2 separate regions of the Sus scrofa genome follow, and region 1 is linked to region 2. The links are chromatin contacts, called in public HiChIP or PLAC-seq maps. All regions are on one chromosome and are shown on one strand. The core of a region is the stretch at or near the end of the contact, and the rest is flanking DNA. Distances in the headings are between cores, read along the strand shown. Region 1 overlaps NUP37 (nucleoporin Nup37). Region 2 has its middle 37 kb from the start of IGF1.

Region 1 (5,097 bases), core at 215-2,714, 370 kb after region 2:
TCCTGTACACTAACTTCTTGTGGCTTCCTGTCCACATGGCAGAATCCTAGTTCTAGGAGTGAGAACCCAACTGGCTGGCTTGGATCCCCTGGCCAAGTCCAGCTAACATTGCTTAACAGGGACTAGGTTTACCCTCCTGCTGAAAAAGATTAAACACACAAAACGTAGAAGTAATGGTTTTTTAACATGGATATCAGGTAGTACAGGAAGTCACCCTTGGTTGGTTCAAGATCTGAGTCACAGGAGGATCTCCTTGAGCCTTCAGCCAAGTACTGATCAGCCTGGAAAGAAACTGCTAGAAGCCAGGAAAAGAGCCACCTAAAGCATTAGAAGTAACACTTCTTGGAGCCTTCTCAAGACCTGGAATGTTTTTTTTTTTAAACCAGTCAGAATAGTAAGCCTTATAATTCACTACTATCCAGTAGAGCATTCAGAAAAGAGTCATCAGTTTAGTCCTCCAGTCTGCTCTGATCCTGCCTAACAAAGATTAAAATCTAACCTGAAAGAATCCAACTGTTTCCAAGTAACTTAACTGCATCCCAGAACAAAGCTCAAAAATATTTACAGAAATACAAAAAATATCCACCATCCAAAGGGTAAAATTCATGATTCTGGCATCCAGCTAACCCTCAGCTGAGGAAAAGAAGCAGAGAATGACGAGGAATGAACAATGCTTTATCTCAGAAAGTCTATGAATCACCACCTCTCCCATCTTGAAAAATACGGGAGTTCCCATTGTGGCTCAGTGGTTAACAAATCCGACTAGGAACCGGTTTGCCAGTTTGATCCCTGGCCTTGCCGGATTAAGGATCCGGCATTGTCGTGAGCTGTGGTGTAGGTTGAAGACACAGCTCGGATCCCGTGTTGCTGTGGCTCTGGCATAGGCTGGCAGCTATAGCTCCGATTAGACCCCTAGCCTGGGAACTTCCATATGCTGTGGGAGCAGCCCTAGAAAAGGCAAAAAGACGAAAAACAAAAAAAAAAAAAAAAAAAAACTTTGTCCCCTCTTAGTGAAAATGTAAAATGATGCTGATGCTGTAGAGACAGTGTGGCAGTTCCTCAAAAAATTAAAAATAAAATTACATGTGACCCAGTAACTCCACTTCTGGGTATATACTCAAAAGAAATGAAGGCAGAGTCTCAGAGCTATTTGCACATTATTCTCAATAGCCAAGAAGTAGAAGTAACCGTAAATACCCGTCAACAGATGAATGGATACAGAAAATGTGGCGCATATATGCAATGTAATCAGCCCTCAAAAAGAAGTAATTCCTGTCATCTGCTACAACGTGGATGACCTTGCTAATGTAATGCTAAGCAAAATAAGCCAGTCACAAACAGACAGTTCCTGCATGATTCCACTTATAAAAGTATCAAAAGTAGTCAAACTTTTGGAAACAGAAAATAAAGTAGTGGTTACTAGGGCCTGGGGGAAGGAGGAACTATTGTTCACGGGATCCTGAGTTTCAGTTTTACAAAATGAAATGTTCTAGAGATCTATTATGTAACAATGTGCATAAACACTAATGCAGTGTACACTTAAAAAGGGTTATGATGGCAAACTTTATGTGTTTTTGGCCTCGGTCTTTTTTACAAGTTAACATAATAATCACAAAAAAATTTCAAAAATACAAAAAAGAAAGAAAAATATGTCCTGAATAAAAAAAAAATAAACTGTACTAGACCAAAATTTGTTTCTTGTTTTTAAACTGTATAGGAAAGCTACTAAAATTAAAAACTACAAAGCTGCTTCTAAGTCACGCTGTTATTTCTAGAAAATGTGGGGATTTCCTAAGACCTTTTCCTCTCCGGTGGCTCGCATTGACACACAGACACCTCGGTTATGTGTCTTTCCCTCTGAACTCAAGGAAAGGCAAAGATTGGAAAATTTGAGCTCTGGTTATGAAAACTTTATACAAGTATAGTCCCAGTTGGGGAGAGAAGATCTATAGTTGACCCCTGAACAACTGCAGGAGGGGTTAATATAATTTTTAAACAGCCCTCCCTATCCAAGTTTCCTCCACATCTAATTTCTGTATGTTTTCCAAAAAATTCAAGTGCCTCCTACTTTCAGTAACAGCTGCATAACATTTTTTACAACAGACCTATAACATCCCTCTTCTGCCTTAAAAAAAGCGTGATTATAAATTATGAAAACGGCTTTGGTGATGGGGGGACTTTCACCTACACAGGCTAAGAATGTTTTTGTTTTTGTTTTCATCTAGATTCTGTACTTCTGCTGCCGATATGAAGATTAGATTATTTACTTCAGATCTTCAAGATAAAAATGAATACAAGGTATGTTGTCAAGTATAATTTTTAAATTTCTTTTGATTTTTAAATTGGATTTATTCTAATTTAAAATGTCTTTGTGGTTGTCTTTTAAAAAGGTGGTTTGGGACCTCATTTACTCTACTTTTGGGGGCTATAGTAAGCAACTAAGTTGATGATAATAACTGCAGATTACAAATCTAATGTTACGTATTAAATTAAAAATTAGGTAGGCACAGCAAATGAGCAAGAATTAGATTCAGTATAATAAACATGAACACACATAGAGTACGAGTTGAATTTCAAGGGGACAAATTCAGTACAGCATAGTGCAAGGCAGGATTAGAAAATGATTAAAAGCACAGACACGGGGACCAGACCATCTGGGTTTGAAGCCCAACTCTACCACTGTAGTAATAGTACGACTTTGGTCGGGTTCCCAAATCTTTTTGTTTTCATTTCCTTATTTGCAAAATGAGAATGATCATAGCATCTGCCTCATAGGATTATGAGCATTAACTGAGCTGATTCATATAAAACACTTAGAACAGTGCTTTGTACATTGTAAGCCCTGTATATATGCTTTCTATTAGTGTAATAAATAGCCCTGTAAAACATGTCAGAGGAAGACAAATACTGTATGATCTCACTTATGTGTGGAATTTTTAAAAGCTGAACTCATAGAAATGGAGAGTAGAATGGTGACCATCAGGGCCTGGGGGTGGGTGGGAAAAGAGGAGATGATGATCAAAGGGTACGAACTTCCAGCTATGAGTAAGTTCTGTGGCTCTAACAGACATCATGATGAGTGTAGTTAACAATGCTGTATTGTATACTTAACAGTTGCTGAGAGGGTAGATCTTAAGTGTTCTCACCACAAAATAAAAATAATAATTATTCTAAGTGATAGAAGTATTAAATAACCCTATCATGGTAGTCCTTTCACAATATATATTATGTATATCAAATTATCATGTTGTACACCCTAAACTTACATGGTGTTGTGTATCTCAATAAAGTGGAGAAAATTAAATAAATAGCTCTCATTTGGGTTGAAATTGAATCATGTTTTTTATAAGAACAGCATTGCCTTCTTGACTTTCTAATAAATCAAAAATATGAATAATGTTATAAAACAGAGATAAACTATAAACCTTTCCAATCATTTAGAAAATAGGGAAAGTTACTCTCTAAGCTATATATAGTTTTACCATAATACAGTGTACTATATATATTAATTTAAAACTGTGTCAGAGGAATTCCAGTAGTGGCACAGCAGAAACGAATCCAACTAGGAACCATGAGGTTGCAGGTTCAATCCCTGGCCTCGCTCAGTGGGTTAAGGATCCGGCACTGCCATGAGCTATGGTGTAGGTCGCACAGGTGTGGCTGTGACGTAGGCTGGCAGCTACAGCTCTGATTGGACCCCTAGTCTGGGAGCCTCCATATGCTGTGGGTGAGGCCCTAAAAAGAAAAAAAAAAAAGTATCAGAAAAAAGGGTTTTAAAAAAACAAAATTGAAATAAAAAAATAAAACTGTATCAGTGAATAGCTAAGTGTAAAATACAGCATAAAATTTTGACCCATCAAGAGTCAATAGTTAAGAGTTCCTGCTGTGCCTCTAGTATCCATGAGGATTCGGGTTTGACCCCTAGCCTCGTTCAGTGGGTCAGGGATCCAGCATTGCTGTGAACTGTGGTGTAGGTAGCAGACCAGCTCGGATCCTCCGTTGCTGTGGCTGTGGTGTAGGCCGGCAGTGGTAGCTCTCATTTGACCCCTAGCCTGGGAACTTCCATATGCCATGGGTGTGGCCCTAAAAAAAAGGCCAAAAAAAAAGTTGATAGTTATTAACTATTGTTATTTCTAGTTATAACAGACATTAAAAATTTAATGTTAACTTAGTTTGGCTTATGGGCTAAGATCAAATTTGAGTATTTGGAAGGAAAGTAGGAATCAAGAACAGTATCCATTAAATATTTAAATATCTGATATCTGATAGGAATGTTTGATTATAAAGATTTAGATAATTGGACCTTGCCTGCTTACATAGTCCTCAACCTTACGACTTCCCATTTGTTCCTTTAGTGGCCAAAAGAGGATTTCTGCGTTGTCGTGATAATTGGCTTATAATGCTAGCTGTCTTCAGTGCTAGCAGTCACATTGAACAATTGAGTAAAAATAGTAGAAGGTGAATCCATGCTATGTGATTATTGGGTAGCAGTCAGTATGTAGAGCAACAGGTATGAGGTAAAAAGCCAAAGGGGACTCTATCTCAGTGCCCCTAGAAAGTTCTTCTGGCTTAAACTTTTATTTAGGCTTTATGTAATAAGTGAGAAATGAGGTAATATAAGGACAGGTACAGTTTAAAAAAAAAGTGTGTGTTTCTGTAAGAAATGCAAATGCTAGAAAAGAAAGATCAAACTAATAGCAGTGTGTTGAATGATCAGCTTATTTCCAAGATAAACCTTCCAGAAAAGTGAGTGCAGAAATCATACTTTAAAAATAGCAGATTGCTTAAGAAATATTTATAGAAAAGAAGAGCATGCAGTGAGAGCAATAAAGTAAAAATATTAGGTAGGACTATAGTAGATTATTTTTCTGTGTTCTTATTAACTTTTCCCCTTATGTCAGATTTTAGAGGGCCATTCAGATTTCATTAATGGTTTGGTATTTGATCCCAAAGAAGGCCAAGAGATTGCAAGTGTGAGTGATGATCATACCTGCAGGTAGGTTGCTTATGTTACAACCAAATTTTTTAATTTTCATCTTATTTTAGCGAGAATTACACTTTAAAAAAATAGAAAAAATGTAAACACATTTCCACAAA
Region 2 (4,998 bases), core at 1,132-3,631:
GCATTATTTCATTCACTATTATGGCTGAGAAATATTCCATTGCATATATGTACCACATCTTTATCCATTCTGAGAACTTTTTTTCTGTAGCAAAATCCAATAACATTTCCATCCTTTTATAATATGATATTAATATGGTAAATTTCCTTTAATCTAACAGTGCCCTCTTACCCAAAGCCTAGCACATTTTTGTGTCTTTCTTTTGTTAGAAAAGAAACCAGTTTATTTGTCCTATAGAACTGCCTACATTCAAGTTGGCTGGTGGTATTCTTGTGTGCTGGGAAGCATTTAACATGCTCCTCCATCCTATTATTTCTTGAAAACTGGTGGGTAGATCGGGAAGCTTAACCAGTCTATTCTCCGTTTTTCTTTTTTCTTTTTTGGCAGGATGGCTTTATGGGGAGTGTATCAGACACCACCTTGCACCATCCAGGAGGCCTGAAATGTCTGAGTGCTCTATTTTAGTGATGTTAAGATCGCTCAGCTGATGTCACCCCAATCCTTCCATTCAACTTCTGCGTGACAGGATTTCAACACTGAGGGAAGCCACTCTGAGTTTATGATCCCTGCCTAGATTTTCTCATCTGTTCAAGGGAAGAAACAGGACCAAGGATGTTTAATGATTTGCTCAATATCATTTGTTTGTCAACAAATATTTATCAAGCCCTCCTCCCCCCCTGGAAGAATCCACTGCTCTTTCTATGTAAAATTTCATCACTGCTCCCCAGGTTTCCATGTGGCTCAGTTCTTAAAGAACTTGGTAACTATGAAAGCTGCCTGGAGCAGACCACAAGCCTCGGGAGGGTAGGGATCTCTATTTATTCTTCACAGAACTCCTGGACAGAGCATAGTTCCTGGCACAGAATAGGCAGCTGATAAAGGAAGAATGAATGAATGAAATGTTTGCTTAATTAATCTAATCAAAATATGCATGAACTTTTGGGGCACCTTTCCAAACATATGTTTCTCCATCTTCTTTACAAATATACCTCTTCACAAAAGAATTCCCAGATAGTTCTTATCAGGTTCTGTCCATGATTCCATCCCAATATGAATCTTAGATATTCGTAAAGATTGGTGTGATCTTTTGCCAAGTGCTTTTTCTGACAGATCTCACAAGGAGTCGAGGACTGGCTTTAATTTCCCCCAAAAGTTTTGAAGTATCTCACCTGGATGCTCTGTTGCCCTTCTCCAATTTCCAGAGAGCAGCCAGGGTGAAATTTTTCAAGTGCCATTCTGGTCATGCCATCCCACCACTGAAAAGCCTCCAATGTTCTTTCATGGTGCTTAGAACACAGCCCAGACTCCTGGCTGGGCCCCTCGAGTTCCTGCCCATCTTGCCTCATGGCCATCATCTCTCTCCAGCCTCATCTCTTAGCCTTCCTTAGCCCACACTGGCCTCCATTCATTCTGCTGAGCCCAGAACATGCAGCCCAGACCCACTCAAGGCCCTTGCACCTGCTTCTTCCTCTGCCTGGCCTGCTCCTTTGCAGCTCTTCCTGAGGACAGTTATCTTCCCCCTTTGGCTCTCTGATCCTACTTAGGATGGACCTCCTCTCCTTCCTGTCTATTCCATAACCCTGGGTATTTGCATCATAACACTGTCACTGGCTATACTGATCTTAGCTGTTTACTTTTCCCTCTTTATTATCCCCATTCTCCACTAGAATAGAATCTCCATGAAGACAATGCATTTATCATATTCACTACTCTAGTCTCAACAACCAGCACAGTGCTTGGAACAGAAAATGAGCTTGATAACTATTTATTGGGCAAATGAATCAAGGCAAACCATTAAAAGCCTGTGAATACAGAGTGCCTGAATCCTTGATCAGCCTGCCTGCTCCCCTCAACCTGGTCCTTACACCCCCGCACATAGCTAAGCCTTTTGACACACTATAGCTCAACTTGGCCACAGTCTCTGGGAAAGGTTGAAGTAGCCCTGATTTGCTTAGATCTCACATCAAATTCCCTTAATGTTAGGCCTTCTCCCACCTTGGACCCAAGATCTAACTCCCAAGATTGTTGTTTATTCTTGGACCTAAACATTCATATCATTTCTGAGGTCATACACAGACTCTGCCTTGTTTTCCCTGCTTCTCTGTCTGCCTCATCCCTCGTCACTCCCCTCCCACCCTACAAGTTAGAGCTGTGGTCCTTAGGCCAGGCCCTGTGCTGGAGCCATGCTGCTGCTGCTGACCTGGTGGGCCTCTTCTGGATGTGTCCCCATGTCTCCCATCAAAGTCTTTCCTATCCCCCTCCCCACAACCTTTGTCCAAAGCAGCCAACTGCCAGAAGATGGGCCAATGTTAAAGGCTGTCACACAGAGCAAGCAAATGTGGCCTGCCCCTCCTCCTCAGAACCGGGAAGGGTTCCCCAAGATCTTGAAAAGGAAGAGGAAGTGGTCTGTTGCTCTCATAAGCACTTCAAATGAAAAGAAATGTCAGCTATATCCTTTTTTTAGATTTCACATATGAGTGATATCATATGATGTTTGTCTCTCACTAACTTCATTTAGTATGATAATCTCTAGGTCCATCCCTGTTGTTTCAAATGGCATTATTTAATTCTTTTTTATGCTGAGTAATATTCCATTGTATGTATTACCATGTCTTATTATCCATTCCTCTGTCAATGGACATTTAGGTTGCTTCCACTTCTTGGCAACTGTAAATAGCACTGCTATGAACATTGGATGCATGTATCTTTTTGTATTATAGTTTTCTTTGAATACAGTTTTCTTTCTTTTCCCAGGATTGGGCTTGCTAGATCATGTAGTGAATTTATTTGCAGAACGGAAACAAACTTAGAGACTTTGAAAACAAACTTATGGTTACCAAAGGGGACAGGTAGGGGTGGGGGAATAAACGAGCAGTTTGGGATCAGCACATGCACACTGTGGTACATGGAATGACTGGCAACAGGGACCCGCTGTGTAGCACAGGGAACTATACCCAGTATTTTGTGATAATCTATGTGGGAGAAGAATCGGAAAAAGAAAGGAGGTGTATATATGTATCAATAAATCACTTTTTTTTGGAAGGAAGAAATGATCACAACATTGTAAATCAACTATGCTTCAGTAAAACGTTTTTAAAAGTTCAGAAAAAAGAGTAGTTCCTCAGTTACACGCACATACAAAAAGAACTGTCAGCATTTTAGATTCGAACTATTAAGTTGAACCACACGAAATCGCCAGTTTGCTACCTACCAAAAATAGAAGGTTTATATCACTCAGCCACAACATCTCTTGGCCTGCTTCTCCCACTCAGACATGGCACACAAAACTATTGTCAGCTGTCTTGGACTAATCTGGAGTGAAGAAAATATGGATCATAATTAAAGGGTGAAGTCCAGGTCCAAATTCTATGGAAGGGAAAGCCTTCCCAACCTGTGTGCTACTGCTTAGGATACTTGAAACCAAAGGATAAGGAGGGAATATTGGTTAATCACTCACTCCCTCAGCACAAGTGCATTCAGGCCCTACTGTATACTAGGCATTATGCCTTTAACCTAACATTCTCTTTACACTTTAAGTTTAGTCCCAGCCTTGCTCTTCCTTTTGAGGAAGGCCTTTGGGTTATGACAGAAATAGCACTGGTTTAGAGTCCAAAAAACCATGGTTCAGCTCCTAGGTGTGTTCTTAATTAGCCTGATAACCATGGGGGGAATTTCAGACCCTCTCTGAGTTTTCAGCTTCCTCATTGATAAATGGGTCTTAAAAAACCCCACACTGTACATTCAGGATGAAATAAGTTGATCCACATGGCAAATACACTTACTATGGGCAAGTTCCCTTCACTCCTCCTTTTTTCATAAACACTTGATTTGTTCTCAAGTTTCCTCAGAGAAGCTATGACCCCTGGTTTAAATAGGTTTGTTCAAGTTGGAGCAGACACATATTGGTTAATCACTCATATTAAGTGAGATAAAAGTCTGGGGCAAGGTTCATAGACACCAGGTTAAGAATTCCTGGTGGAAGTTTAGGCAATTCAATACTCAGAGGATGTGCCTGATCCCAAATGATCAATGTCTCTGTTTGCATTCTTGTTCTATTTTCAGATGTTTTATAAACACAGCAATATCAAAGAGCAATATCAGAGTTCTGCTGTCACACTGGACTTTGTCACTGCCCAGAGCCCTTGGCCAGTGTTTTCACTGATCATGACTAATTGTTGGCAAAGCTGCAAGGAGAAGTCATTCTCATATCCTGCTGGGGGAAGTGTAAATTGAGAACACCTTTTGGAAGACAATTTGACAGTCCAATTAAGAACCCAGAAATGTATATAAATTATATATTATAAGTTCACCATTAAGACTATCTTGTGAGAAAGTAATTCATCAGATGTTTGTTTATAAAATTTGGGGGGGGGATCCTCAATATCCAATCAGAGGCTTAATTAGATCAAGTACAGCTACCCATAAAATGGAATACAATTGGACCATCAGAAATATATGATAAAATGAGAAAGTGTCATCCATTGCTAAGTTAATAAATCTGATTATAAAGCATGGTAGTAATTTTTTTAACCAAATACACCAAAAGTTCAACAGTGGTTGTGTCTATGTGGAAAGATTATTGGTGAGTTTTGTCATCCTCTGTGTTTTCCATATTTTCCAAATTTTCTGCAATCTATGTGAAATACTTAAAATACTTTGAAAATTAGAGGATGGAGGAAAGGATGCATCTTTTTGTTTCTAAGTAGTTAATTCTAAGTAGTTAACAACTCTTTAAGTAGTACTTTACCAGATGGGAACAGAGCAGGGAGCAGGAAATTCTGAGGATGATGGAGACACGAATGGTCACTGTTATATCATGGTTATGAAAGATTTAGGGACCAACCTTGTTTCTATTTCCATGTTCTGTATTAGTACATGTTTAAAGGATGCTGATGTGAGTTCTCCAGGCTACATATAAAAAAATTGCCTTGGCCAGTTGCATTCAACTCAGGGAATAATACAATGGAATGTCAGGGCAGGCAGGAATCTTAGAAATCA

What was found. HiChIP or PLAC-seq counts read pairs in DNA pulled down with a chosen protein or histone mark.
Region 1: an H3K27ac HiChIP or PLAC-seq map of alveolar macrophages shows a contact between it and region 2. The contact joins two enhancer-like sites. A contact is called at or near these places in 2 of 2 datasets of contacts at active chromatin or transcription factors (alveolar macrophages and skeletal muscle).

The regions. Positions count from the first base shown.
Region 1 is chr5:82,108,062-82,113,158 of Sscrofa11.1, forward strand. It overlaps NUP37 (nucleoporin Nup37), which reads left to right. Exons shown (of 10, transcript XM_021092659.1): 4 at 2,226-2,298; 5 at 4,902-4,996. Among named protein-coding and RNA genes, the nearest start is that of PARPBP, 19 kb to the left of the region's middle. Within about 2 kb of position 1,465, at least 16 of the 83 cell types and tissues checked have an H3K27ac peak or open chromatin away from gene starts, as enhancers often do. A contact at or near this core is called in alveolar macrophages, where this site is marked.
Region 2 is chr5:81,741,605-81,746,602 of Sscrofa11.1, forward strand. No RefSeq gene overlaps it. Among named protein-coding and RNA genes, the nearest start is that of IGF1, 37 kb to the right of the region's middle. Within about 2 kb of position 2,382, at least 5 of the 83 cell types and tissues checked have an H3K27ac peak or open chromatin away from gene starts, as enhancers often do. A contact at or near this core is called in alveolar macrophages, where this site is marked.